Regions from separate parts of the Mus musculus genome. Here regions 1, 2, 3 and 4 are each linked to region 5. A link is a contact called in public promoter capture Hi-C data. All regions are on one chromosome and are shown on one strand. The core of a region is the stretch at or near the end of the contact, and the rest is flanking DNA. Distances in the headings are between cores, read along the strand shown.

Evidence for each region. Promoter capture Hi-C pulls out the DNA fragments that hold promoters and counts their contacts. Capture Hi-C pulls out chosen DNA fragments and counts their contacts.
Region 1: a contact with region 5 is called in a promoter capture Hi-C map of liver, with 3 times the contacts expected there. The contact joins the promoter of Dnajc12 here to the promoter of Ddx21 in region 5. A contact is called at or near these places in 3 of 39 promoter capture datasets (hippocampal neurons, liver and pre-B cells), 4 of 484 Hi-C or Micro-C datasets (CD4 T cells, erythroblasts, pro-B cells and 1 more) and 1 of 9 other capture datasets (liver).
Region 2: a promoter capture Hi-C map of adipose tissue shows a contact between it and region 5, with 3 times the contacts expected there. The contact joins the promoter of 1700120B22Rik here to the promoter of Ddx21 in region 5. A contact is called at or near these places in 4 of 39 promoter capture datasets (cranial neural crest, liver, pre-B cells and 1 more), 2 of 115 datasets of contacts at active chromatin or transcription factors (bone marrow-derived macrophages and effector CD8 T cells) and 2 of 9 other capture datasets (adipose tissue and pancreatic islet).
Region 3: a contact with region 5 is called in a promoter capture Hi-C map of pre-B cells. The contact joins the promoter of Sirt1 here to the promoter of Ddx21 in region 5. A contact is called at or near these places in 5 of 39 promoter capture datasets (the C10 cell line, cranial neural crest, hippocampal neurons and 2 more), 4 of 115 datasets of contacts at active chromatin or transcription factors (astrocytes, bone marrow-derived macrophages, embryonic stem cells and 1 more) and 2 of 9 other capture datasets (adipose tissue and liver).
Region 4: a contact with region 5 is called in a promoter capture Hi-C map of pre-B cells, with 2.9 times the contacts expected there. The contact joins the promoter of Ppa1 here to the promoter of Ddx21 in region 5. A contact is called at or near these places in 2 of 39 promoter capture datasets (pre-B cells and stem cell-derived epiblast-like cells).

The regions. Positions count from the first base shown.
Region 1 is chr10:63,384,426-63,388,638 of GRCm38.p6, forward strand. Dnajc12 (DnaJ heat shock protein family (Hsp40) member C12) reads left to right here and starts at 2,138. Exons shown (of 5, transcript NM_013888.3): 1 at 2,138-2,350. The coding sequence starts at 2,273.
Region 2 is chr10:63,242,034-63,246,598 of GRCm38.p6, forward strand. It overlaps 1700120B22Rik (RIKEN cDNA 1700120B22 gene), which reads right to left and starts at 2,120. Exons shown (of 2, transcript NR_166111.1): 1 at 1,854-2,120; 2 at 198-1,231. Herc4 (hect domain and RLD 4) reads left to right here and starts at 1,764. Exons shown (of 25, transcript NM_026101.4): 1 at 1,764-2,130; 2 at 3,385-3,415; 3 at 3,789-4,092. The coding sequence starts at 3,867.
Region 3 is chr10:63,337,580-63,341,762 of GRCm38.p6, forward strand. Sirt1 (sirtuin 1) reads right to left here and starts at 1,456. Exons shown (of 9, transcript NM_019812.3): 1 at 986-1,456. The coding sequence starts at 1,391. RefSeq lists a promoter at 1,392-2,020.
Region 4 is chr10:61,646,854-61,651,311 of GRCm38.p6, forward strand. Ppa1 (pyrophosphatase (inorganic) 1) reads left to right here and starts at 1,768. Exons shown (of 11, transcript NM_026438.4): 1 at 1,768-1,938. The coding sequence starts at 1,875.
Region 5 is chr10:62,600,169-62,604,637 of GRCm38.p6, forward strand. It overlaps Ddx21 (DExD box helicase 21), which reads right to left and starts at 2,130. Exons shown (of 15, transcript NM_019553.2): 1 at 1,960-2,130. The coding sequence starts at 2,046.

The sequences.
Region 1 (4,213 bases), core at 888-3,387, 780 kb after region 5:
AAGATTAGATAATAGGTTTGTACCATCATACTTGGATGCTTAATCTGTTTATATTTAATTTGTATCAGTTTTTGATTTTGTTTTTTAATTTTTGAGACAGGTTTCTCTGTGTAGCCCTGGCTGTCCTGTAACTCACTTTGTAGACCAGGCTGGCCTCAAACTCAGAAATCCACCTGTCTCTGCCTCCCAAGAATTTGTATCAGTTTTAATTATGTGGCAGTGTGTGTGTACACCTTAGTGCAGATGTCCTTGGAAGCCGGGAGGTGTCGGATCTCCTGGAGCTGGAATTAGCGAGGTGCTGGGCACTGGAAACTGAACTGAAGCTCTCTGGAAGTGCAGCAAGTGCTTCTCACCGCTAGCCATCTCTTCAGTCCCTGATTTCTGAATCAATGATCTCAGGGTGCCACATGCCTTTAATCCCAGCACTTGGGAAGCAGAGGCAGGAGGGTTTCTGAGTTCGAGGCCAGCCTGGTCTACAGAGTGAGTTCTACAGAGAGTAGCCAGGGCTACACCCCGTCTCGAAGAAACCAAAACCAAAAACAGAATTAATGATCTCTTCTCAGTCTCCTCTCCTTGTCCCTTCCCACTTCCCCTGTTCTCCCTCCCCGTCCCCCTCCCCTCTCTCCTCCCCTTCTCTCCCCTCTCTCCCTTCCCTTCTCCTCCCTTCCCCTCTTCCCCTCCCCTTCCCTTTCTCCTTTCCCTAGGGCCTGGCTGGTGGCAGTCAAAAATGCTGGCCACCGGGCTACATCTACAACCGCCCCAAATTACATGCTATTTTAGACACTTGGAAAAGTATCTTTCTAATTGACCAAATCTTAAAAACTTGCTTCACATTTTCTTCTGTCTCTTAAAAAAATAGGTTAAAAAAAAAACTATCCAAGTAACAGAGGTACAATAAATTAGTAACAGTTTTACACTAAATTGTCAAAACTGACTTCCGATTAGCTAATAGGAAAAAAAAAAATCACCATGTCAATACTCAAACTCCACCGAGGCACATAGGACCTCACAGAGACTGTGAGAGCACACACAGGCCTGTCCGTGTTCAAGCCAGATGAGGTCCCAGCACTGAGAGGGGAAGTAGAGATGGCCTCCCATCCCTAACCAACAAGCCATCTTCAGTTGATATCATCAAGGAAAAAGTAGTTCTCTGTAGCGGGGTCTCACTGGGTATATTAGGCACACTTAAGGGTGGGCTCCGTGCCCAGCAGGAAACGGGTAACACAGAACAAACTCAATGGTATTTTTTAAAAAAGATTTATTTATTTATTATATGTAAGTACACTGTAGCTGTATTCAGACACACCAGAAGAGGGCATCAGATCTCATTATGGATGGTTATGAGCCACCATGTGGTTGCTGACAATGGTATTTTTTAAAGCCTTTTTGTTTTATATTGCATAAAAAAAAATTACTGGCCTTCTGCTGGTATGTTATGGTTTCCCAGTTTGTGTTTTTAATTTTTTTTAAAGATTAATTCATTCATTTTATATATGTGAGTACACTGTAGCTGTCTTCAGACACATCAGAAGAGGGAGGGCATCAGATCCCATTACAGATGGTTGTGAGCCACCATGTGGTTGCTGGGAATTGAACTCAGGACCTTTGGAAGAGTAGTCAGTGCTCTTAACCGCTGAGCCATGTCTCCAGCCCGTGTTTTTAATTTTATAGATTTTGTTTGCATGTGTTTCTTCCATTATTTTTCTCTAAATTCTTTTATTTTAGTTTTTAAAATTTGTTTTCTAACGAGAGAAGGGGGAAAAAAAAAGGCGAGATGTTGGGTGAGTGAAGGAGAGGGGAGGATCTGGGAGGAGTTGGGACCGGGGAACCATAATCAGAATATATATTGTATGAAACAAATTTTTTCAATGAAAGCAAAAAGTAAAGAGCAAACCAAACCAAACCAAAACAACATCAACGACAAACAATAGCATCACCAGCAGCAGCAGCAGCAGCAGCAGCAGCAGCAGCAGCAGCAGCAGCAGCAGCAGCAGCAACAACAACAACAACAACAACAACAACAACAACAAAACACAACAGCAACAAAAAACCCAACAGCAACAACAAACCCCAAACTACAGATCCCAGCAGCCCCGCATGGCAGGCTCGATCCTGGGCAAACAGCCAATGAGAAGCTGTGTTTGCAAAGGGCTGGCTTGACGTCTGGGTGCTCGCTGGTTTGGAAAGTCCTGCTGAAATGTAAAGAGCTTTGCTGTCGCCCCGGAGCTCACAGTGTCGGTGGCGTCGGAGAGGACTGACTCATCCGCTGTAAATGGACGCGATACTGAACTACAGGCCGGAGGGCAGCGAGGACTACTACGCCTTGCTGGGATGCGATGAGCTCTCCTCGGTAAGCAGGGTTGCAGGTTCTCACCAGGTCGCCTTTGAGATCAGCCACGTCTCCTGGAACTCCAACCTCGTACCATTTGGAAGGAGTTTCGGCTCGGAGAAAGTGAAGGATTAAAATGCTTGCTGGTTAATTTGAGGAAAGGACTCCGAACTTCAAAGTATTAGCTGGGAGAGGGACCACATACAGTTTTTATTTATTTAGAGCAGCGGTTCTCAACCTGTGGGTTGCTACGGACTTGGGGTCGCATATCAGATATCCTGCACATCAAATATTTTTAATTACAATTCATAAACGCAGCAAAATTACAGTTATGAAGTAGCAACGAAATAATTTTATGGTTGGGGGTTACCGCAACGTGAGGAACTGTACTAAAGAGTCGCAGCATTAGGAAGGTTGAGAGCCACTGCCTAAGTAAAGGCTGCGATTTAGAGCTCAGGAGGCGGGGCCCCCTGTCTGTAGTCTCCTCGTTCAGAGAAAGTCTCATGGATTTTATAGTACCATTATAACCTCAAATGGTATTAAATACCATTATAATTTCAAATCAAATCAAGTTAGATGTCATATCTGGTGGGAGATTTTTCTTTTAAAGAAAGTAATGCTTCCCTTAGACATCATATACTTGAGACAAATGTGTTATTCTTTTTTTTTTCGAGACAGGGTTTGTCTGTATAGCCCTGGCTGTTCTGGAACTCACTTTATAGACCAGGCTGGCCTCGAACTCAGGAATCCGCCTGCCTCTGCCTCCCGAGTGCTGGGATTAAAGGCGTGAGCCACCACGCCCAGCCAAATGTGTTATTCTTTTAAAGACTTATTATTTTTGTTTTATGTGCATGCATGCATGCCTGTATGTATATATGTATGTGCATTTGGGTTCTATTTGGCTGAGTAGGGATACTTACTCTGTCATATAGCCTGCATTACTTTTTTGTTTGTTTTGTTTTGTTTTTGTTTTTGAGACAGAGTTGGCTTGGAACTCACCATCTCAGCATGTAGATCAAGTTGGCCATGGTTCACAGACATAACTTGCCTCTGCCTCATAGGTGATGGGATTAAAGGCATGTGCCACCATGCTTAGCCACAAAGCCAATTTTTTTTTAAACATCGATAGTTATAATTAGTTTAAAGAAATATCCTACTACACATACATTTTTATTTAAAAATTATGTTTTATTCGTTGAACCTTTGTATGTTGGGTTGGACCAGATCTTTGGTTCAAGAGTCACTTAAGACACCAAGATGGATGACCTGTGTACTGTAATTCTAAGGGCCGATCCCCCAAATAAAACAAACAAAACCAACCCCCCAAAACTATGCTTACTGCAGTCCCTTTTGCATGACAGTTCCTTAGTTCTTACTCTGAATTAAGCCTTGCTTTGGCTTCATTGAGGCTATGGTAGTCTGTTTCTCTAGATAAGCCACACACTGTGGAGCTAAATTCTTGTCTCATTTCAGATTTTCTCCGTAGACAAGTTTTTAGTATTAGAATTCTGGGTCAAAGACTAGAGATAGAGGTTTTTCATATATATACATATATATGTATATATACACACATATATGTTTTTCCACACATATATGGAAAAATATGTGTATATGTACATGTATATATGTACATTATATGTTTAACATATATGTACACTATATATTTCATATATTATATATGCACACATATATACATTATATATGCCACACACAAATATAATTATGTATTTCATATATAATGTATATTTCATTCACATTACATATGCCTGCAAATATATATTATATGTGTACTTGAATTCACTTTTAGAAATGTGTACCTACTTAATTAAGATTCAGGAGAGCATGGTGTTTGTGTCTTTGAACCTCCCTTCACCCTCTGCAGGT
Region 2 (4,565 bases), core at 870-3,369, 640 kb after region 5:
CTCTCTCTCTCTCTCTCTCTCTCTCCTTTCTCTGCCTCTACAACCCTCTAACTCCCCTCCCCATGCCCTGAATAAGCTCTATTCTATACTCTACCCTTGTGCGGCTGGTCTCTCAGGGGAAAGGGATGCCTTGGCATGGGCCTGCTGAGGTACCCCCTCCCCCACACCTCACCTCACCCCCATTGAACATATATTAATACTTCTTTATCTTTTAATAAACACATCAGTAACCATCTCCTAATCTGAAACATACTTTTAAATAAAAACAACCAACCTGTGTACTGTGGTTGACTACACAGATTGTTAACATTCATTCAAAAATACCAGGCTCAGCCCGGTGTGGTGGCGCACGCCTTTAATCCCAGCACTTGGGAGGCAGAGGCAGGCGGATTTCTGAGTTCGAGGCCAGCCTGGTCTGCAAAATGAGTTCCAGGACAGCCAGAGCTATACAGAAAAACCCTGTCTCGAAAAACCACAAACAAACAAACAAACAAACCCAAAACAAACAAACAAACAACCAGGCTCTAGTATGGTTGGTATAAGCCAGGTGCTATGGCCTACACCTGCAATCTTAACCATTCTGAAGGGAGGGTCCACAAGTTTGAAGACAGCCAAACTTAGCTTTAGTGCCATGCTTAGCTGGCTAAAGCACCCAGTAAAGCCATAACGCTGTGTAAAACTAACTACTATACAGTTTCAAAACTGCGTTTCAAGGTCTCTTTTTTTTAAAATGAGGCTGTCATTTTATTTACACCTATCCTCTGCTGGAAAGGTCTTGAGCTTCCTTCACTCTAAGCTAGCAGTACAGTTGTTTAGCATGGGACTACCCCCCGCCCCTCCCCACTTCTTCACGATTGACACACACTCAGAGATTGATAGCTACGGAGTTTCCTCCTAAGGATAAAGAGAGCATGGAACCTCTGTTTAAAAGGTTAAAATGTCAGCAAGCTACTCCATGCTCTTGGTCTTGGCGGCTTACCGAGCAAATCTTTTTCTTGTTCCAACAAATTGTCCTCCATTCATTCACTGGGTCCTTTTTTGAGACCACAACACACACAGATTTAGTATCAAGATGATGTTAAAATTGGCCTGTGAAATCTGGATTTCGTTTTCATGAAGCAGGAACTGTAGCTGTAAGCCCTGTTTTTCTCTGAGTGAAAGAGTTTGGGTAATTTAACCTCGTATCTTCCAAGAAGTTAGCTGAAAACGTGAGCCAACACTGTTCCGGAACCTGAAGCAAAGATGTTGACATTCAGTAAGATTAGACTAAGCCATTGCTCCATTGCTAGCAATATATCTTACATGTTCAAATTAGGTTCAGATGAGTTTAAGGGTTTAAAATGAGTCATCATCGGCTTTTCTAACCGTATTTGTGATGGTTTCGTCTGCTACTTCAAAACCAAAATTAGGAAAGGTAGAATAAAATTATGAAAAGGCTAAAACCCTCCAAGCAGAAAGACAAACCAAAATGAAATTTTCACTTGTCAACGCCGAAGCATTGTTAAAAACACACGGACAAGAACAAAAAAAAAAAAGAAGAAGAAGAAGAAGAGGAAGAAAGAAAATACATTTGACAGCTTCTAGCCCTAGCCGGCTGCATTAGCGTCTTAGAGCAGGGAACCGCAACACTGCGCAGGCTCCTGGATCAGACGAACCCTGGGAGGTCTCCCGCGCAGGCGCACGAATGGGGAAGTGGGCGGGGTCGCGCATGCTCCCCGGCTCACTTCCGGCCAGCCCCTCCCCTCCCCCCTCCCCCGCGAAACCACCGCCCCTCTCCCTTGTCGCCTGGCTCTCCCTCGTCGCCAGCCTCTCCCTCAGCTCTCTCCACCCCTCGTGGTCTCCGCCCTGCTCACCGCCAGCCCTTCCCCTCCCGCTCCATCCGGGTCGCTGACGGCTTGTCTCTCGGTCCGGAGAGTGCTGGCGGCAGCGTTTCTCGGAGGAGCCTGGGAAAGTTTCACGGGCGAGCCGGGCAGCAGAGGCAGCGGAGCTGCGGTCGGGGACGTCGGAGGAGCCGTGGTAATCGCCGCGGCCGGCTGAAGGAGGAAGGTCTTGGGAGCTGGAGAGCCGCCCAGAGGTCCAGGGAGCGTCCGTCCTCCATCGCTTAGGGCTCTCCCTGCCCTGAGAGACCCGGTGAGTCGTTGCCCCCCGTGGGTTCGGGGTAGTGTGACGGAGGCGAGCTCCGCTGGGGCCTTGGGGAAGGGCGCCAGCGTCCTCAACGTTTTCCGGGGCCGGAGTGGTGCACCGCCCTCGGGGAAAGGGTCTCCCTGGGGCCGAGGCCGTGGGGCTGAGCCCGGTGGGGTGAACCCTCTCCCCGGCTCGCCCATAGGTAGCTGCGGGAGTTTGGCTGGCCGGCCCGTGAGGCTGGGTGTGTGCAGACCATTCCTCTGCCCCGGGCCGCGGGAGCTGATCGTGAGGTGCATGGTCAGAGAAAGAGGAAACCAAACTGCCTTGCGTTCTCCTACCTGTTGCTGGCGAGAGAACGTCTTTCCCATACTGGTTCTGACTTTTTGGAGGAAAAAAAAAAGGGTACCCAAACGAAGCGCATTGAAATCGGAGCTATGTTCCTGTCTGATGCTAGCCTTGAAAACACAGAGAGAGAGATAGGGAAAGACAATGCAGAACTCTCTGGAACTTTCGAGTTTTGGTGTCCCAAACTTTTTCTGATAGGAGTGGAGTGAGACAGCTTCGGCACTTTCTAAATAAACATAAATGCAAGAAAATTATGTTTTGAAACCTCAGATTCAGCGAAAGGAATTTAGGTGATTTTGGACAGCAAGGATAAGACTGACTTCTATTAATGCTTCTTAATGCACCATGCTTTTTAAAGAAATGTAAAGGGTTTTTTTTTTTTTTTTAATGTTAATGGAGGATTCCCTCACTTGTTTGTGCACCATGCGTGCCCGTAGTGCAGGAAGCCAGTAGAGGGCGTAGGATTGATTCCCTGGGAGGAGTTACACACAGAGAGCAGCCATGTGGGTGCTGGGAATTGAATCAGGATCCTTTAAAAGAGACATCTCTCAGCCCCTTAATGTATGTCTTTCAAGCGCAGAAGTTATATAGATTTTCCTATCAAAAGTTAACCCTGCCTCCAACCTGGTCTTGTTTGGAAAAAAAACTCAGCAGTCCTGTGATTGTTTTTCATCTTTAAGTAATTTTCCTAGAGGTATGTATTATAATCACATTGATTTGGTTTTAAAATTAAATTAGTAGAGTGAGTTCTCGACCTTAGCATTTTGACTTATAAAATGGAGTCGATTGTTTGAAATTACGACTTGATAATTTCTAATTTTGTACATAGCTTATTAGTACAAATAATGAGAATAGTCTACTTTAAATTGTTATTTTTTTTCTAAAGTTCCATTATTGTTTTTATTTATGTTACAGATAAGAACTTCCATTTTCTGTTGATGTGGAGGTAGGTATCAGATTGTTCTGTGGGGGACTGGAAGATTATGTTTCTGCAGTTGGCTGGATACTTGCTTGTTTGGGCATTGGACACATGCCTTATTTACTGTTCTCATTAAATGTATGTAAACACGAAAACCTAATTTCATTAGAGTACTTATATAGCAGAGTTAAAGCCAGTTACTGTTTTAAGTTTTGCAAAGAATAGTAGAAGGTGATGTCATTTCCTAAACATTTGTATATGGCCCTTTAAAACTGAGAGAACTGACTGTCACCCCAAGCATATTATAAGTATTAAACAAGTGCAGTCCTCATTTTAGCTTAACACTCGATGAGAGAGCAGCTTGCTTTGAGGTCTTACTAACTTTTGTTTTTCTCCTCAGACATAGGGTACCTCCCAGTTTCCAGTGTTTCAGAAGGGACTTTTGTATTGAAACTGGAAGACCAAGGTCATTCCAAGCATGTTGTGCTGGGGCAATGCATCCTATGGACAACTAGGTTTGGGAGGAATTGATGAAGAAATTGTACTAGAGCCCAGGAGAAGTGACTTTTTCGTGAACAAAAAGGTCCGAGATGTAGGCTGTGGACTCAGGCACACTGTGTTTGTCCTGGATGATGGGACTGTGTACACATGTGGATGTAATGATCTAGGACAGCTAGGTCATGAAAAGTCCAGAAAGAAACCAGGTACGGGACATTTCTCTATTTCTAATAATTGATCATTTATTTCACTCTTGAAATGGTGTTTTGTATGACCTCTGTAAATCCTAAACTTACAGGCTTTTTCAAGATTTAAAAGCAAAGTAAAAGTGAAACATACTCTTGACCTTCCTGTGCTGCTTAAGAAGTACATTGTGTGTGTGTGTGTGTGTGTGTGTGTGTGTGGTGTGGGGGGGGGTGTGGGTGTGGGTGGGTGGGTGGGTGGGTGTGGGTGGGTGGGTGTGTGTGTGTGGTTGTTTGTTTGTTTTTATTTATTACTACTACTAGTGGTTGAAAACAGTAACAAAAAACCCTAGACTTCAGTGTTTGTTTTCTTTTATATAGACTATAAAGTTATCAAAATCTTTAATAAGTTCAGCTACCTTGAACAGATTTTGAATTCCTAATTTGTTCTCTGTGATGATTCTGTACTCATGGGGGGATGGTAAAAGCTTTTTATT
Region 3 (4,183 bases), core at 206-2,705, 740 kb after region 5:
AAGTAGCAATCTACCTGCTTCAGCCACTGGGTGTTAGTAAATGTATGATTTAAAGAACACGAAGCATACTTTATGCGACTTGTTTCCCCTTTAATACCTGACATCAAGGGTCATTTCCTATTTCAGTCCCTAACACGTTTTGTTGTTTTTTAATTCATGGCACCATTATACGAGCCACAAACATCTACAAGGGCACTGACAGACTCTGATAAATTCTGTACAAAGCTTTTCAGGAAGACGATAAGTGGCATTATTACAAAAACAAAACAAAAAAGTAACCCAAACGTTTGGCGTCAATAGGGCAAAACCAAGCAGGTTTGTTTCAGGTTTGTTAATCTAAAAATGTTGCGAGCATGATTTTGAAAGGAAAAGAAAACTTACGAAAGTACAGTACAACTATAACTCCTCTATATCGAAGTGATAAATGCAATCGCAGAAAAGCAACATTTTTAGGAATAGCCATTTCCTTACATTTTTTAGACTGTGTCTCAAGAAATAGCTTTGGTGTATTAAAATTTCTAACTTCAAAAAAAGACATAGGTCTATCCAAAAAAGAAAAAAAAAAAAAAAAGCAACACAGGTGTCAGTTTGCAAAACGAAATCGCATGTCGATCCACGGGACAGCCCCAAAGTCGCAAAGCAAAGTGTGCAGTGAGGAAAACTATAACTTCACTAAAGGCGCATCGGGAGGGAAACCAAACCGAGGGAGGGAAAACTTCACTCTAACGCCAAACTGCGAGAACCGCGGTCCCGGCGACTGCGCGCAGCAGCGCAAGGCGGCCCAGGCGAGCGGCGAGTCCGCGCGCGGCTCCGCAGCAGGGCCGGCGAGCTCGGCGGCGCGCGGCCGAGCCAGGGCCGAGCTGCGCCGCTGCCGCCGCCGCCGCCGCGGAGCCCGCGGAGCTCTCGGGGCCCTGGGCAACCTGGGACCGGGTCACAGGCGGGGACGCGGAGGGACGCGGCTGCGCGGCAGCGCGCGCGGACTCACCTCGGTAGCCGATCGCTGCCGCCGCCGCTGCCGCCGCCGCCTCGTCCTCCTCCTCGCCCTCGTCGTCGTCGAAGTCGTCAGCCGCCCTCGGCTCCCGCCGCAGGCCGGACCCATTGTCTCCGTCCCCGGCCACGGCCGTCGCCGGGGCCTCCCGCTCCGCGCTCGCCGCCGCCCCTGCCGCCTCCCGCCACAGCGCCGCCGGGGCCGCGGCGCTCGCCGCCTCACACCCCGCGGCCGCCGGCGCCACTGCTGCGCTCGGCTCGCCCGGGCTGCGCCCGAGGCCAGGCCCGTCTCGGCGGGGCCTCTTGCGGAGCGGCTCGTCCGCCGGCTGCGACGCGGCCTCCATGGCGGCCGCCGCGGAAGGGGAGCCGGCGGCCTGAAGGGCGAGCGCCACCTCGTCCGCCATCTTCCAACTGCCTCTCTGGCCCTCCGCCCTCGCCTCCTCTGCTCCGCTCGACGCGCGGCACTGGCGCCCCCGCGGCTCGGCTGCGGGAGATTTAAACCCCGTCACGTGACCCGCCCCTCCCCGCCCCCGCGCCTCTCCCGCCACCCACGCGGGCCGGACCACAACACGCCGGGTCACGTGGCCGGGCGCCGCCCGCGGCCTGGGCCCTTCCCGGCCCCACCCAGGGCGGCTCGGCTCCCCTCAGCGGCCTCTGGCGCCTCCCGCCCGCCCGACCCGTTCGCTCGCTCGCTCGCTCGCTCGCTTGCTCGTCCGGGATCGCCGCGGTGGTTCAAGTTTGCGATGGCGCCGCCACTTCCCACCTGGGCCTCACGCGTGCACCTTGCCTGCCTGCGCCTCTTCGCCTCAAGTCGGCTTTTACCTCAGGGGCTCTGGAGAGCCCAACCTGGCCGACGCCGGCCTTCCTGAGGAGAACTCCTCCACCTGCCTTGCCCTTGCTCTGTGACAGCTCTTCCTCAGGTTACCCCTGTGGTCTCTCCTCAGGAAGTTTGCGCTCTCTCCCAATCTCCCTTCTCAAGTGCAATGGAATGCCCAAGCCAGCCCTCGGGGCCTGTTGCCCTCCTGGAAAGATCTGGCGATTGAGGACCCGCCCTATCTGCTCTCTGGACCCACCAGGTCCTCTGTACCTCGCTTTAGTCTTTGGTAAAATTCATCTCTTGGGGCAGCAAGAGAGAGGACAGAAGGGAGAGTGGTTGGTTCTCCACAAACTTCTGTGTTAAGAGTCAGATTGGGCCTGGGCTCTTGTGACTTGGGCGATTGACTGAACCTTTTCTAAGCCCAGTTTTTAATCATCTCTAAAATGACAGGGCCAGGACCGAAAGAGACTGTAGCTCAGTTGTAAAGTCACGCTTGCCAGACAACCCCGAAGCCCTAGAGAGAGGGAGGAAGGAGGGTAAGTTGAAGGTAATCTCCAACTACTTAGGAAGTTCAAAAAAGGCCTGGAATACATAAGACCTCGTCTCAAAAACGAAATTTAAAACGATAGACCATGAGAAATCAGCTAGTCAGGTTTAAAGTAAATGACATTAGTTTTAAAATCCTAGGCAGTTGATGGTGGCACAGGCCTTTAATCCCAGCAAGCTGGAGGAGACAGGAGGAGGTTCACTAGGACAGCCAAGGCTACACAAAGAAACCCTGTCTCGAAAAAATAATCTTACTTCTAGAATTGTAGAAATGGCTCTGTAGTTAACAGCACTTGTTGCTCCTGCAGAGGCCCTAGGTTTGACTCCCATCATCCACATGACAGCTCATACCTTCAGATCTGACACCTGCTTTTGGTAAACACAGACATGTATGGAGCCAAAAGACCCAAACACATAAAAATCCTCTTTGTTGTTGTTTTATGAGTTAGGGTTTCTCTGTGTAGCCCTGGCTGTCCAGGAACTCTGTAGATCAGGCTGTCCTTGAACTCAGAGGCCACCTGCCTCTGCTTCTTGAACTGCTGGGATTAAAGATGTACACCAGCAAGCCCAGCATAAAAATACATATTTAAATAATTTTTTAAATAATCCTTAGTTCCTTCACAACTCTAAGCCCCTTCACTTTCTAGTTACCATGAAATTCTGAGCACCTGTATCCATTTGGATCATTAGGGCTCAATTGCACATGGTTCAATTACAGTGGGGTTTCCCCAGATTTTAGAGTTAGAGGCAGCAGGATCAGAAAATTAAATCCATTTGCACTAGGTAATAAATTTGATCCCACCCTATCTCAAAAACAAAACACTAGCCACACGTGGCAGCACACACCTTTTACAACAGGACTCAGGAGCCTGGCATGATGGGACAGACCTTTACTCCCTGCACTTGAGGCAGATGCAGGCAAATCTAGGCATCCTGGTGTACATATGAAGTTCAGGCAAGCCAGGGCCACGTAGGCTCAAAGACTAAAAAAAAAAAAATAATTAAAATTAAAATATTAAACCTGGGAGTGTTGCTATAGCTCAGTGGTTAAGCACATGCAATAATCTTTCAGAGAACTTGAATTTGGTTCCCAGCACCTATTTCAGGTGGCTCACAACCACCTGTAACTCCAGTTCCAGACTATTCTGATTTCCAAAGGTGTTTTGTGCACTCGAGCATACACACACACACACACACACACACTCACACTCACAAACAATGCAAACAATTTTTAAAAATCCTTAGGCCCAGGATGGATGTGGCTGAACACACTTTCAACCTTAGCACTCAGGAGGCAGAATGGAGATTTGAGGCCCGCATAGTTTACATAGCAAGTTCCAAGGCAGACAGAACTGTAGAGTGAGACCCTGTCTCAAAAACAATAAATAGTAATATTCTTTAGGTCCCCCGCAGTGGTACACGCCTTTAATCCCAGCTCTAGGAAGGCAGCAGCAGGTGGATCTCCATGAGTTTGAGGCCAGCTTGTTTTACTTATGTCTAGGCTACCAAGGACTACATCATTAAAGACTGTACCAAACAAAAGTAAAAAAAAAAAAAAAAAAAAATGGGGACAGGGACATGGATCTATGGGGAACAGCCTGATGATAACTTGATCTCTGGGGCCCACGTGGTAGAAAAAGAGGATCTCCAAGCCACACAGCACAGGAGGCAGGAAACATGTATAGCACTGTGCTGTTTAAGCATACGTTGAAGGGGTTTTACAAGCTAACCATGAAAGCAAGTGGCACTTGCTACTTATTGCATCCAGCTTTCTAGAAGTTAGTGGTGCACCTATACACAAAGAAGACTGGCAGGTTGTATTGTTCCAGTTGG
Region 4 (4,458 bases), core at 518-3,017, 950 kb before region 5:
AAAGTGCGTGTGGCTACTTTTTATTACCAGTGTGGCGCTTCTGTCCACTCAGTCAAAGATGAGAATCAGGGTTTTCCCAAGAAAACTGTTTCTGTCTATTCAAAGACCAAAAAGATGACAAAGGGACTCAGTCAGAGCTGCAACCTCTCACATATTCCCAGATCTACTTATTATTATTCACTGTACAGAGATTCCTGCTGCTTTCATGTCTACACTGTACTGCCAACCAGGCTATTACTCTATCTTTCTTTCTGTCTTTTTTTTTTTTTATTGCCTTCATGTTCTGAAACACTGTGGTGTTGTGTTCAAAAGTTAGTGAGTTGCCTTCTGAAAAATTAATGGGTGTCAGCAGAGTGAGCAGCTGGAAGGAGGGACAAGGAGGAACACGGACTAATGTTAGATTTATCGTTACCATTTATTTATTTATTTATTTATTTATTTATTTATTTATTTATTTATTTATTTTTGAGGCGGGAGTCTCATGTAGTCCAGACTGGCCAAGGATGACCTTGAATTCATGATCTTCCTACTTTTGCTTCTCAAGTGCTGCAGCTACAGGTATACACCACCGTGCCAATTTAGAAATTAACTTTCTTAGGCTTCCACTTAATACGTGGTTTATGCATTCCATTTATATATTAGAGATTGTTTTGAAAATAGTTGAAAGGAAACTGTCTTTGAGATAAATAGTTAAGAAATATTTTAGAAAGATATTCTGTCTATCATAATTTAAAATTTGCTTTTTAAAAAAATGTGGATAATTTCCTGGGTTAGATTTGTCTTATTTTTAAGATAGTCTCATACTGTAGCATGGGGTGGCTCAGAACTCACTACGTAGCTCAGGTTGGTCTCAGAAAGTCAGCGTCCTGAGGTCTGGGGCTACAGGTGTGAGACGCTATATGTGGCTTATAATTAGAGTTGTGATACACAAAGACAGACAGACACACACACACAACCTTATAGGACTGTGAAAGTTCCCAACGTCCACAGCACACTCTGAGGGATACAGCCTGGACTTCAATGGGTGGTGCAATAGAACTAGGAAAACAAGCTCCGAGAAGCTACTCCTGAGAAACGTCCTCAAGGGGTTCTGTGCACACTCCTGGGTCTTCCCAGAGCTTCAATTTCAAGTCCCAGTGGATCTGGAGTGGGGAGAGAAATCTGCGGTATCTGGGGAGTTCAGGAGTAATCAGCTTGAGTCTGGTCCAAGCAGAACCCACCCAACAATTCAGATGAGAAACTGAATCAGGGAGATTAGTAAAAGCAAATTTGTCCATTGCCTACCACTTGGGAAAACATTAGTCACAGCCTATAGTTTTCAGAGCCCAGTCAGCCAAACTCTCAACTTTAATGAAGATGGCCCTGGGCCGGGGGTGGGGGGCTGGTAGCACACTCCCAGCTTCTGGGAGGCAGATGAAGATCTATGAGAAACCCAAACAAGAAAAGACAAGACTGCCTGGGGAACAGGTGGCTTATCAAGGCCTTCCGAGATAAGGAACTGCTCTGCAGGACCTGAGAGAGAGAAATCAAAGGTGAGCGACCCGCAAGCCTCAGGAGAGTAACCAGCGTTCTGTCCCAGCGGAGCCGCCAACCCGCAGTCCGCTTCCAGAGGGCAGCCGGCGCCTGCCACGTGGCCCAGGTTGCGAACCGGGGGCGGGGCGTGAGGAGGCGCGTCGCGCAGAGTGCGCCTGCGCGGGTGGGCGGGGCGGGGCAGGGTACAAGGCGAGCCCCACGCATTAAAGGCACGGCGCCGGCGACCGGCGGGCCAGCTCGTGGTACGCAGGCGCGGGCTTTCTCCTCCGTACAGCGGCTCCGGGTCTGGGCTGTGTGGTTGTGTGGCTGTGCAGCGGCGGCGGCGGTGCATCTCCGACACCATGAGCGGCTTCAGCAGCGAGGAGCGCGCCGCGCCCTTCACCCTCGAGTACCGCGTCTTCCTCAGTGAGTGGCGTGAGGCCGAGGGCCGGGTCGCCCATTCATTCCAGAACGAGCGGGCGGGCGGGCGGACGCGTCCCCTTCCCTCTGGCGGGCGGCGGGACCAGCGAGGGCCGCCATCCCAGTGCCCACCGCGAGCGCTCCCTCCACACATTCGAACTTGGGCCACATGGGGAAAGGAAACCACTGAGTCACCCTTAGAAGGTGCCCGGAGGTGATACCGACCGCCTAAGAGGATTGTCCTCAGGATCGCCGGCTGGAGGACAGAGATTTCCTCAAGACCTTAATTCGGTGCCGAACAGGATCGAGTCCTCCCCGGTGTTGTAAGAGATGGGAAACTGAGGCCCAGGTCTTCCCGGCACTAGCCTTATTGTGGTGAGGCTTCTCTGAAGCCCTGATGGCCGGGAGTGCTTCTAGGAAACCGAAAGCTTTGCCTCCCTAGACAGACAGGTGACGTCTAGCTAAGGACCTGGTGGGAGAACAGCCAGGTTCTTAACCCTGGTGCCGGAACCCACTAGTTACCCCCGCATCCAACCCCTGCCCTGCACTCAGAAAGGCGGAGTCGATCGGCCTTCCACGTGTGTCACCTTTTCCTGATAGGTGCTTGCAAGCTACCTGGGTTTCTCCTGGAAGCCCTTAGCTTGTAGGTATATACATACATTCATGGTGCTAACAGAGGTTTGCGATGCTGTTAGCAAAGGCCCTTCCAGTTTGTAACCTCTTTGTGTTTATTTAGAAGGGATGGGCAGCAATCTCAGGACAGGGCAAACAGACATTCCTGAAAGAATGAACAGAGAGTGCCTAGCAGAAACTTCGCCATGGAAATAGTGTTGGCTTCAGGTTTTTCAGTGTCCTTTAAAGTGACCCTTTGGGTCACTGGGAATTGTCTTCAAGCTATATGTGCAGAATAAACACACTGCTTTTAATGTATTTAATGTATTGGTGGTAAGTATTTGATGGTTGTGGGTAGAGAGCAAAGCCACTCCTTGACTTTGGATTAGGCTGAAGTCTATCAAATGGGCTCTCTGGAACTTAAGAAACACTAAATTTAGTACCACTATGTAATTTAACTAGTTCTCGCTCTTTGCACTTTTTAAAAAGGATAAATTTCTGAGTATTTTTTCCACTTTTTTTTTTTTTTTTTTTTTTTGAGGGTGGTGGTGGGTGAGGCCATAGTGTTTTCCCGTTTAGCTCAGCTTGGTTTTAAACTTGAGATCTCCTGCTTCAACCTCCCAAGTACTAGGATATAGATAGGTTCAGGCATCACACCTGACAGCATCCATTCTTAATAGAAATAATTATTTAAAATAATGTTACATTTTCCAATCTCTTTAAGACAGATAAAAAAAGTCCAGTTTGAGCAGAGGACAACTATGCATACAGCCCTAGACAAAATAAACTTAAAATCCCAGCATTCCCGAGGCAGATACGAGCAGACCTGTGAGTTTGAGTCCAGCTTGGTCTACAGAGTGAGTTCTAGAAGAGCCAGGGCTACACAGAGAAACCCTTTATTAAAGGCCTGCAGTGGGCTATGCCTGGCTTATATTACTTATTTTTTGAGGCAGGGTCTTATATATGTAGCCCAAGGTGGCCTCAGACTCACTATATAGCCAAAGAATGACCTTGAATACTTTTTTTTTTAAAGATTTATTTATTTATTATTATATGTAAGTACACTGTAGCTGTCTTCAGACACACCAGAAGAGGGCGTCAGATCTTGTTACGGATGGTTGTGAGCCACCATGTGGTTGCTGGGACTTGAACACTGGACCTTTGGAAGAGCAGTCGGGTACTCTTACCCACTGAGCCATCTCACCAGCCCGACCTTGAATTCTTGATTCTCCTGCCTCCACCTCTCCAAAGCTTAGATAACAGGCATGTGCCACCAAATTGGGCTAAAATTACTTTTCAGGTATGACAGAACATAGAAGATATATCATCGTGACTAGATCATTCTTTAGGAAAGTCATAGAATTGAAGTAGGTCTGAATGGTCCCATAAAATAGCATGGATTCTTAAGCTAGTAAGTTGGTTGGCCTCTTTCCTTCCCTGCAGGTAGTTCGCTCAAGTTTTGTAAGCAGTTAACTGAAACAGGATCAGTCAAAAGCAATTTGATCGTCTTTTATATAGCAAGCCCTACAGAGCTAGAGGTGGGAGGAATTCAGCTAAGTCCTGAATTCCCCACAATAGGAAGTAACATCCAGTGTAAAGCAGAAGGTGCACACAGGATGAAAACCTGGTCCTGGGGAGGGTCGGGAGTGCAAACTACACTCCTGCTGTTTTCTAGCTGTTTACGGCTCTCTGTCTCCCTGGCTGGGGTAGAACTGCCTCCTATGTAGACCAAGCTGGCTTCAAAGTCACAGAGCACTTTTGTCTTGGCCTCCTGGCTGCTGCCTTTGGTTTTTGAGTATTTTTGAGACAGGGTCTGCTGTAGCACCTCCTAGGTTGGCTCCAGCCTGACTGTGTGCACAGGTATGACCTTGAACTCCCGATCTTCTCAGTTGCTGGGTTTGCAGGCATGCAGTT
Region 5 (4,469 bases), core at 880-3,379:
GAAAAAATGGTTCAGGGGGAAAATGCTTACTCTGCCACTATGAGGGTTTGACAGGAAACTCTAGCAGCCACTGAATAATGAGTGTGGTGGCACATGCCTGTCACCCTAGCTGGTGGGGCTGGAGTGGGCAGCTAGCCAGCCTAGGTGTCCCCAAAAGTGTGTATCACTACAAGCCAGCGAAGTGGCGATACACACTTTAATCCCATCACTCAGGAGTTAGAGGGAGGTGGATCTCTATGTTCATGGCCGGCCGGGTCTACAGAGCAAGTTCCAGAATAGCCAGGGCTATAGAGAAACTGTCTGTGGGGGCTGGTGAGATGGCTCAGTGGGTAAGAGCACCCGACTGCACCCGAAGGTCCAGAGTTCAAATCCCAGCAACCACATGGTGGCTCACAACCATCTGTAACAAGATCTGACTCCCTCTTCTGGTGTGTCTGAAGAGAGCTACAGTGTACTTACTATAATAATAAATAAAATCTTTAAAAAAAAAAAAAGATTAAAAAAAAAGAAAAACTGTCTGTGGGTGGAGGGTAGGGTGAGTGAGAGTGGGGAAAATAAGTGATAAAGGCACCCACCCAACATTGACCTCAAACTTCTGTAACCCCAGGGGCAAGCATACCCATCCATCCATACATACATACATACACACACACACAGTATCAGTGAGCAAGCACTGTCCAAAAGGTAACTATGAAGGAAGGAAAGAAAGAAAAGAAAGAGAGAGAGAGAGAGAGCGAGCAAGCAAACTTTGGGTGTCCTCATAACAGCAACAACAGGTTTCTTTTCCCTCCAAAATTTCTATATGGTAAAACACTCAAGAAATGTGTACTTCAATGTGGATTCTCGTAGACACTATATGAAACAAAACTACCAAAAAAATTCATATATCATTTGCGTCTGTGAAACTTTATTTGGACTTTATTTAAATGTGCAACTTTTCATATGGAAAATTTGTACCGATTATTAGCCACCTACTAGATAGACTCTAGTAGTGTTCCAGGCAGTAAAGACTAAATCATAATGGACTAAATTCTCAAATCATGGCCTAAGGTAGCGATTCTCAACTTTTCAAATAGTTCATATTGTAGTGACCCCCAACCAGAAAATTATCCCGTTGTTACTTTAATTTTTGCTACCGTTATGAATCATAATATAAACATCTGCAGATTATCTGTCAGGCTGAGAACCGCTGGGCTAAGGGCTAGAGCTACAGTGGGACAGCACCTGCCAACACGTGAGCTGCCCAAGGTTTGGTCCTGGTACCACAAAAACCATCTTAAAAATACTGTATCGTGGACAATCTCTCCGCCCCATGAACATGTTATCTACTACATATATGAAAAACAGTAAGTCGAGTTCGGAATATAAACGCGTAGCTAGGTCCCTCCCTCCTGACTTCAGCATCAGGCAGCTGAACACGCGGATGTGAACGCTGTGCGCCCAGTGATTTCCACCTAATTCAAATACTACTGCTGCTCCTTTAAAAGGCTCCTACCTTCAAAGTCAACAGAGACAGCAAAAAAAAAACTCAATTAAGTCGTACAACATAGGAGTTCCGGGATAATTTCCGAACCCTCCTACTTTGATAGATACTGTCACAAGTTTAATATTTTTATGCAAGGAATTAAGAAGAGACAAGGCGATTTAACAGTGCTCACACAGATCCTTCTATATAATAGGGTGATCACTTAGCCAACCACGTTTTCTGTTTTGGGTTTTCTTTTTTTTTTCTTTTCTTTTCTTTTTTAAAGAGGGAACTGTGTCTGTGTGTCACAGCAGATGCCGACCATGTGCGCAAGTTTCAGACTTTGCCGTCTTCGGCTCTGGTCCGCACTGTGACGCGATCGGCAATCCCTTCCGCACTCCCAAGCCTGACCAGCCGACACGGCGTGTCAGAGGGCCGGCCACGAGCTCCCGGCCCGGCCCAGTTCGGGGACACCCCCCTCCCCCCAGGCTCACCTTCTCGCTTGGCTTCGGCAGCGTCTCCATGCTCTCCTCGGCCCCGTCTGAGCCCAACTTGGCCCCACTGCGGAGTTTTCCCGGCATTATTCAGCAGCAGCTTCTCAGGCCTACCGGCTTCCTCAACCGCGTGCTAGGAGAGAGGGCGACAGAGAAAGCGGACCGCCCCTCAGCCGGGCCTATTCGTCACTTCCGCAGCGGAGTGCATCCGGCGGAAGTAGCGTGTACCGGCAAGGCTGCGGTTCGCGCGGCTTTGGGTGAGACCCGTGTGTGCGGCGTGGAGGTGCTCTGCGCGGTCTAACGACAGCGGGATCGCCACGGCTAGACTTGGAGAACGGCCTTGAATCTTACCCTGCTGCCTCCGCTTGCCGAGTCTGGGATTACCAGCTGGCAACATTTTCCCATGAAAAGCTGCGATGTGTACGCTACCTGTGGAAAACGGCTGGGTGGTGACAGATAAACCCAGGTGCTTTGGTGAGCACCGGAATTCAGGGACCGGCGAGATACCACAGTTCTGGTGACCTGAATTTGTGATCCCTGGAAAACAGAACCAGCTGTGCAGTTTTATCGTGCACGCGCTCAGTGGCACCCAGGACACGCATATGCGTGCTGCACAATATGAACAATTTAAAAGAACCAGAATAGGCAGGGCATATGGGGTGCACGCCGCTAATCTCAGCACCCAGGAGCCAGAGGTAGATGGATCTCTATCGAGTCCAGCGTGGTGCACATAGTTCAAGGCTAGCCCGACACATGATGAGATTGTCTCAACAGCTCTCTCCCCGACCCCAAGTAACAACAAAAAATACCCACAATTCACAAGTCTGGCCCTTTATTCATGTGTGCACTTTATAAACTTCCGGGTATTCTTGTATGACGGACAGGGTTCGTTTTTTTGTGTTTTGTTTTTCGAGACAGGGTTTCTCTGTGTAGCCCTGGCTATCCTGGAACTCACTTTGTAGATCAGGCTGGCCTCGAACTCAGAAATCCGCCTGCCTCTGCTTCCAGAGTGGACAGACAGGATTCTAATAACATCCAAGCCCTGCTTGTCCTCAAGCACTACAGACCAAAGTTTCTCAAGGGGGTCGACACTCCGTTGGGGTTCAACGACCCTTTTACCAGTGGTCATATATCAAATATTTACATTAAGATTCAATAGCAAAATTACAGTTTTGAAGTAGCAATTTTTTTTTTCAGAGCTGAGGACTGAACCCAGAGCCTTGCGCTTGCTAGGCAAACGCTCTACAGCTGAGCTAAATCCTCAACAACTAAAATTAATTCATTTTATGGTTGGGGATCACCACAACGTAAGAGGCATTAAAGGGCTACAGCATTAGGAAGACTGAGAACCACTGTTATAGACTAATGTAAGAGATGGACAGTTATCACTGGGTTTGAGGGCACACTCAGCCCCTTGACAGGGCCTTGAGACTAGGAATGGATTCCCAAAGATGCCTAAGTTGGAGAGTTTACTACTACCATTGGATAAGGGAAAGAGGCCAATTGAATGATCAGTGACAATGCTCGTTTTGAGTCAGGCTTTCACTGTACACCCGTGACTGCCCTTGAACTCAGAGATCTGCCTATGCTGGGATTAAATATTTGCACGACCACACTGGTAATACGTTTTAGAACTTCTTCTGAAGAACCAGTGATTCGGGGACTTGGGAGACAGTTTATCACAGTAGTTTGAAAAATGAAAGTGAAACCGATTCTCTTCTTTATGTGAGTTCTGGGTATCGAACTCAATTCTTCAAGCTTGCATCAAGAGGTAGCAAACACCATATGGACTGAACCATCTCACAGGCCCTAAGATATTTCTAAATGGATCCATTGTAATGTATGCTAATTTTGAGGAGACAACGGAGTGTAGTGAAAGAAACTCTGGATTCAAATCTTGAGCACTGCACTGCGTTTGGACTTGGGGTCTGAGGTGAGCCTCAGAAGGCTGAAATGCAAAATACTCACGGAAAAAAGAAAATAAAGTTGTGTGTCACCCCTGCCCAGCTAAGATTTTTTTTTCTTTTAAGATAGAAGCTATTATTTAATTTTGTTAGAAGCCCTACTGATAGAAAAGGTAACCTTTAGCAGGTAGATCGTTGAAATGCACCTTGCCAACATTTAGCTACATGCTTATCACCACACTTGAAGTGATGATACAAGAAGCCTTTCAATAGCTGATGAAAACAAAGCCCAGGGGCTGGAGAGATGGCTCAGCGGTTAAGAGCACTGGCAGCTCTTCCAGAGGTCCTGAGTTCAATTCCCAGCAGCCACATGGTGACTCACAACCATCTGTACTGGGATCGGATGCCCTCTTCTGGTGTGTCTGAGGATAGCTACAATGTACTCATATAAGTAAAATAAATAAATCTTAAGAAACAAAAAAACAAAACCAATGCCCAGAAAGCCCTTGTGTTCACTCACCACTGTTTTCTCCAGAGAAAAACTATAGCAATACTTAGAGAATGTTAATTTCTTTAGCTATTCTGTGCTTTTGCCTAAATGGCTAT